Linked DNA regions of Mustela erminea: region 1 is linked to region 2. The links are chromatin contacts, called in public Hi-C maps. All regions are on one chromosome and are shown on one strand. Each heading gives the region's core, a stretch centred on a gene start, on an enhancer-like site or on the middle of the called end of the contact. The rest is flanking DNA. Distances are from core to core; before and after follow the strand shown.

Region 1 (3,316 bases), core at 693-3,192, 280 kb after region 2:
AGGCAACACACTATGGCAGTTTGGAAAAGACTGTGCTTGTGCAGACTGTGGGAAAAGGGTGGATTTGGAGGTTATCTGGGAGATGAGATTGAAGGGACTTGGTAATAATTGGCTATAAAGGCATGAAGGACAGGAAGAAATCAATAATGTGTAGTTTTCAAATTTTCACAAGTAGATGGTAGGATCATTAACTGAAATAGTTAACACTGAAAAAGAATCAGACTCATTAAAGATAACCATCCATTTGGTTTTAGGCATGTTGAACTTGAGAGGCTTCTGAGGTATCAAACAAGAAATATCAAGGAAATGGGTATATGAAAACTGGAAAGGTAAAGGAGGATAGAGCTATACATTTAAAAGTCATAGGTGGTAGTGAAACCATGGATTTGGAAGGGATCATATTCAACTATGTGATAAGGGGACCGAGATTTGAGAAACTACCCTACTCTTTGTGCATTGGCCAAAGGAGGACGAGCCCAAAAAAAGACGAAAAAAAGAATGTCGTTTTTATTTTTTGAAATCATATTCATAAGAACTTCTCATTTAAAAAAAAAATCTGATTTAAATCAGTAGCAGAATTTAAACCAGTAGCATAGAATGTAGACCATACCCAAGGCCTTCCGAATTACACCAATTCATCAAAACTTATCTGTTCAAGGACATGTCACTTTCAGAAACTATCTGGAAAATTCACAGTACTTGTCTCCTCACAGCTACAGAATACATCAGTAGATAAAAAGTCATCCCTCCCCAAATATGGGTGATTTGGCTTATTTTGGTTTCCTGAAAGTTTCATACCTCTCTCACTTCTAGGCTTCACCCTATGCTGTCCCTTTAGCCTTCACCCTATGCTGTCGCTTTAGCCCTCTTTTCCCAGGATGAAGATTTCCCTGGTGAAATCCTAGCCATGCCAGATAGCCAGATATCATATTGTACTAAAACTGTGCATTTAACCATTAGGTTATGTAACTAGATAGGGACTGTCTTTGCCACTGTTGTGTACTCAGTACCTCACAGGGCTAAATTTTCATCTTTTTCATTTTTTAATTTATTTTATTTTTTAAAAGTTTTTATTTAAGTAATTTCTATATCCAGCATGGGGCTGGAACTCACCCCCCGGGGGATCAAAAGTTGCATGCTCTTTGCACTGAGCCACCCAAGCGCCCCAGGGCTCAATTTTTAGAAAAAAATCTCTTCCGCAATGTGAAGAATTAAAATCGAATTTGGTTCTCGGTCCATTGACTACCTTGACTTTTCTCAAGAGGAATGACTTTTCAAAACCAAACAGTAGTTTTCAAACAAATGAATCTTCTAAATGTACTAAGTTTTGGAAATTTTTATAGGTCTTTTTTCATGCAGTATCTCTGCAAACATTCATTATCTAGGAATACTGGGGCTTCTTTCCCCCTTACTCTCATACAAAATGGATTTTAAAACTCGCTTTCAAAGCCTTGCCTGGGATTTCATTCTACTGAGCGCATACAACACAAAACACCCCTATGAAATGGCAAACAAAAGTGCAATGCACAGGGATACCTAATCCCTCGCGAGCGAGTCCACCTCAAAGGGCTAAGCGGAAGCCGCAGCAAGACGCACCGGTTTCTACAGCATCCCTCTTGCCCGGCCTTTTGCTGCTTTCTAAGCCCCTTGGGGTCCCGATCATTCCTCGCGCCTTCATATGCCCTCGGCCTTGGGCACCCAGACTACTCCTTCCCAGGCAGATTACTGGACACTACCCCTGGACTAAGGAGGACAGCTCTAGATAGCCTGGTCTCCAAAATACCTGAGGAAACGGGAGAAGGAAAAAATCCTGTCAAAGAAAAATTGGCAGCCAAACCTACAGTGCTCACCAAATCGACGCTCTCAACCTCCATCCGCGCTAACCGTTGGCTCGAAGGCCGCTACAGGCGACGTCGCAGTGGCTCCTGGGGACTGTAGTTACAGAACGCGTCTGTACATCAAAACTACATTTCCCAGAAGTCAATGCGAGGACGCCCTGCCCTCTTAAATCTCGGATTTGGCGTAATAATGAGACTGTCACTATTTTCAGACTAATTTTAAATTTAGATTCAATTTCTTCCAGATGTGTGTTTACGCCCTCTTTCTTTGCCGTGCTTGTCTTGTCTGTAACGGTTTCAGTGTACTTCAACTCCTTACTCTTCTCTCCCCTTCTCCAACCGGGAGAATCCCAACGTCAGAGGACGAGAAACGCCACCGACGCAAAAATGCCCCTTAGGCGCATGCTCCCTGCTCTCGTCACGCATGCGCAGCAGCCAGCAGCAGTTGGCGGCCGCTCGCGGACTTGGGGTCTGGAGGTAGCCGGCTGGAGGGCGGGGCTTTTTCCAATGGCTTTGCCTCCGCGGGTCGCGTCTGCTTGGGCGGGGAAGAGGGCGCTGGGGCAGGGGCGGCTCCTGGATTATGTCGGGCGGAGAAAGGGGAGGGGCTGGGGGGTGAGGACCCCATCTTCCCTCCCTGCTCCCGCCCTCTGGGCCGAGCCCCACCGATGGGGCTGGGCGAAGGGGCGGGCTCTGCGCCTCTCGCCTGGCTTCTCCGCCAGCTCCGCGGCCCGGCCCCGCTTTTGGGGATTGCGGCCCAGCCCTGTGCCCGTCAGGTTTAGTGGGCGGTGGGCGAGGACGCAGGTATAGGAAAAGAAAAGGCGTCTGCTCGGGGATCCGGAATCTTGGGGCCGGAGACACTTTCCTCCAACGCTGCAGCCGGGACAGCGGCTGCCAGAGGCGGCCGCCCCCAACGAGCGACTGGGTCTCCGGCCGCGGCAGCCAGTGAGCAAGGATTTGGCGAGATTTCCCCACCAGCTCCCGGCGGCAGCTGAGGGGTAGGGAGGAGCTGCAGGGGGCGGGGACTGGTGCCGGAGGAGGGGCGGGGTGGGAATGTTCCTGAGAACCCGGTGGCTGCCCAGACAAAAAACCCCGAATGGCTGGAGCGCCTTCAACTGTTACCAGCCTTTTTGGGCAGAGCACGGATTTGACAGCTCCACAACGTGAGGATATCCGCTGACCCCGCGAGACGGAGGAGAGCACTTCCCCGGGACTGCCTGTGCAGCAGAGCCAGCGCTTTCGGGTTTCAACTTTCCAACTTTTTTTTTAGTCTCTGACAAGAAGACTGCCCCTTCATGTAGGAGAGGGTGAGTTCTGTCTCGCAGATTGGTTGAAAGCAATTAATATAAAAGACACTTCTGGTTCCAGATGTCTCCCAGACATTTGTGTTTTCATGACGATTCGATTTCTCTGATTTTATTCTTACATTTTTTCTCGTTTTAAAAATACAAAGTGCTTTTGGGGACATGCTGAAAGGTAAC
Region 2 (3,543 bases), core at 13-2,512:
GTGACGAAGGTACAAAAGGACCCCCCAGATCAGATTCTAGAAAGTTTTAAAGCCTTCAGATGGAGGCAAAAAAAAAAGCTAAAACGTTTAGAGTCAACTTTTTTGTGGTGCTTTCATACCAAAGCAGATCTCATAAAAGCAATGTTCGTGTGTTATTTTATTAGGGTAAACGTGCATAATTAAACTTGCCGGATAAATGCAAGTAACTGGGAAAAAAAAAACACAAACCCGGCACTAAAAACAGCTTTTATAATCCAGTTTTTACTCGTTAATATAAGCGCGGCTGCAATTGTGACTGTTTTGTGAGGCTGGACATCAGGTGGCGCTCACCCATCCTAATTAAGCCGGAGCAGTCCCAGAACATTAACGGGCATTCCAACATCCAGTCCTGATGTCAAGCATCGAGTTTCGGGCAAGTCACTTTGTCTGAGGCTCGGTTTCCTCACCTGTAAAGTGGGTTGGGAACGGACCAGATGGATTTCCAACCCAGCTCGTCTCTGATTCTCTGTAGTGGTGGTGGCGTTGACTGACTGCGGCTACCGCTGATTTAAGTAGCAAAAAATTCGGTAAAGACAGCCTGGGCAAGTGGGATAGAGAAAGCCAGTGTAGACAGCGCTCCGGCTGGAAGGCCGGGGGGCCGTTTTCGGTGTTTTGGCCGCTCACCAGGAGTGGGCGACGGAGCAGAAACTCAGCCACGTGGCTTCTTCATTGCCCTGAGGGATCCCAACACAAGGCTATTTCCAGAAAAATTCGAGAGAGAGAAGCGCGGGTGCTACTGAGAATCTGTGCGAGCACCTTCGGAACGCGGGAGCACACCGCAAACTTGACCCACTGGGTGGGTCTAAACGCACCCCACGGAAACGAACGCCAGGCTGACTCCCGTCCCAGAGGCGAAGCCCGGAAAGTCACGTGGGGCCGCGGATTTACGGCCTCCCCGGTCGCCCGCGCGGACGCCGAGAGCCACCTCATGTAGGTTGTTCCATCCGGGCCAGGGTGGAAGCTTTCCCTATCGCGGGAACTAGAACAGCCCAGCTGCATCTTGGATGGTAATCGAAGGGAAATGGAAATAGGTTCTTGCTTCTGGGAGCTTCTTCGCTACACTTGGCTAGTCACTATGCGGAACAGCCTCCCTCCGTTGCCTCTCGCTGTCCCTGTTCCCCCTCCTGCGGGAATGCAGTTGGTATCGTCCGCAGCCCGCCCCCGCTCCGCCCCCCCCGCCCCCGCACGCCGTGGCCTGGGGCCCCTCACGTGACCCCGGCGCGCTCTCGCGGGGGCCCAGACTCTCCGAGGCGGTGCCGCAGGGGACAGAGGGACGGACGGAGTAGAGTGCGCCGCAGCTTTCGCCCGGACACCAGTGCGGAGGACGTGATGTCGGGGCTCTCCCGCCAGCTGCCTTGGGCTGCCGCCTGCCTGGCCGCGCTGTGTGTGCTGACCGCGGCTGCGAACCCCAGCCCGGATCCGACCGTGACTGCGATCCCGCTTTCACCGAACACCAGCACCGCCAAAACGACAGTTCCGACGACGGTGACGACTCTTACGCCGGTGACCACTCCCGCACAAGGTGGGCGCCGGCCCAACGGGTTTTCTGTCTTCGCCCGCCCGCCGCTCCGAGCCGAGCCGCCCGCCCTGCCCGCGGTGCGCGCGGGGCCGGGGCCGGGACGGGCCGCGCTCCAGCAACATGGCGGCCCGTCCGAGTCCAGCCCGGGCTGGGATCGGAGTGGCGGGGGTGAGGGAGCGCCCCGGGGAGTAGGGGCGGCCGAGCCCCGTTGGCCGTTGGGCTCTGGGCCACCCCGAAGTGTCCCACGCCAAGGTGCTCTTAAAAAGTGCCTCGTAATCCCCAGTCTCACTTCAGCTTGGGAAGAGGGGACGTGGCTTCCTCCCGCGGTGGTGGCAGTGGGGTTGATCATGGGGCGAGGCGACTCGCCTCCAAAGTTTGGGGATCAGGTCGAACTCCCTGTGTTTGGGGTTAGTCATTTGCCCACCCACATCCTATCTCCGCAAGGGGGCTTCTCCGGGAGTTGGCAAAAGAGGAAAAAGAAACTGAAGACGTGAATGCTCGCCAGTGTCTCAGACTTGAGTCTGAGAAAAGTTGCCTGTGATCTAACCGTATTGATTTTGCGGATAGGTGTCGGGGTATATCTGAGGTTTGGGCATTTGATGAGTTAAAACTTTAAATTTGCTATGTACCAAAGAAGAAGAGTGCCCATTTGTGTACCCGATGCTTCATATATTCTTTTTGGTATTTTAGGCTAAACTGGAAGATAGGTGGTGAAATCTGGGAGGAAGATGGAAATAGAGTGGCTTGCGGGGAGCACAGGTTTAGTTGATTGTGAGCTGGGATTGAAACCCAGGTTGTCGATTTTTAAACTCGATCAGGAACACACTCTTTGTTAAGCTCTGCGGTCGATTTGGGTACTGGTTGAGTTGTACACTGAATCTTAAAGCAGAAATTGACAGTGCAGTGACAACACAAAAGAGAGGGGAAGATAAGTTTGAGGTGAAAAAGAACTCTAGATATATAAAACCTGATGTAGTGTGATTGGTTATTCTAGTTAATATTGAGGAAGGAATAACTGGCATCTCGACCGAAAAAGTGCTCAAGTGTCAGGATTTTTACCTTGGCTTTCCTCCCCTCCCCCAGACGGATCATACTGTTTTGAAGTATCTTCCTTTGGTTTTTGTGTTTTATAGATAAATAAAATGTATAATTAAGATTCAGAAAGATGTAATACTGAAGTTCAAAAACTGTTAAATAAGGAAAGTACATTGCCGTGGAATGCTGGACGTTCTAACTGCACTGTTTTTAAGATGATAGAGCACAATATGTTTTGTCTTCTGCTTATTTGGCAGTTTCTTTCCAGAATTGTAGTTTTGGAGTGTGTGTTTTTTCCAAAGAGAAGCTTAGAGATAGCCAAGTTAATTGCCTTTTTGTAATTGAAAGTCATACAAAGGAGATGATTTGTTTTCTGTAAGTAGTAGTTGTATAAACTGCAGTCTAAAATGAAAGGTAGCAAGTTTAGTTCATTGTAAATAACATTGTGCTGTTCAAAAGTATCAGGCACAAAAGATTTTAGACAACTAGCATTTTTTATCAGTACACAAACCTCTGCAGAACTTACTTTCTACTTTGTGAACCCCTTACTCAAGGGTACTGTATATGTCCTTGTCCCTGTCCTACTTTGTTAAATTGTATGTACATAAATATAGCCCCTTCCAGAGTTGCTGTCTCTTATCCTTCAGTCACAGTGGTGAAGATCACTTATGAATTACAAATCTCTCGGGTTTTCAGAATGGGCATCATCCGAGTTTGGGTTCAACCTGTAACAAGTCTTTTTACTATTAAAAATTGCAGTGTCTTAACTGATGTTTGGGGGGCAGTGATTTCTCTGTGTGTAGTCTTGGCCTTATAACACAACCTTTTTCCCAATATTTTTATTTTTTTAAGGATGCTTTGAAATGATTCAAGAAATCCTGAGTGTCTGTGAAATAGTTGCCCTATATAAAAGGGTTGTTTAGATACTGAGCATTCCCACTAGCTTGTGG

The links. A called contact is a pair of places that touch in the nucleus more often than the background predicts.
Region 1: a contact with region 2 is called in a Hi-C map of spleen, with 5 times the contacts expected there. The contact joins the promoter of CEP57L1 here to the promoter of CD164 in region 2. A contact is called at or near these places in 2 of 3 Hi-C or Micro-C datasets (fibroblasts and spleen).

What each region holds. Positions count from the first base shown.
Region 1 is chr4:23,046,958-23,050,273 of mMusErm1.Pri, forward strand. CEP57L1 (centrosomal protein CEP57L1) reads right to left here and starts at 1,943. Exons shown (of 11, transcript XM_032338862.1): 1 at 1,842-1,943. The coding sequence starts at 1,874. It overlaps SESN1 (sestrin-1), which reads left to right and starts at 2,682. Exons shown (of 11, transcript XM_032338860.1): 1 at 2,682-3,142; 2 at 3,289-3,316.
Region 2 is chr4:22,770,663-22,774,205 of mMusErm1.Pri, forward strand. CD164 (sialomucin core protein 24) reads left to right here and starts at 1,263. Exons shown (of 6, transcript XM_032338857.1): 1 at 1,263-1,561. The coding sequence starts at 1,369. It overlaps LOC116588130 (a long non-coding RNA gene), which reads right to left and starts at 1,146. Exons shown (of 4, transcript XR_004284795.1): 1 at 447-1,146.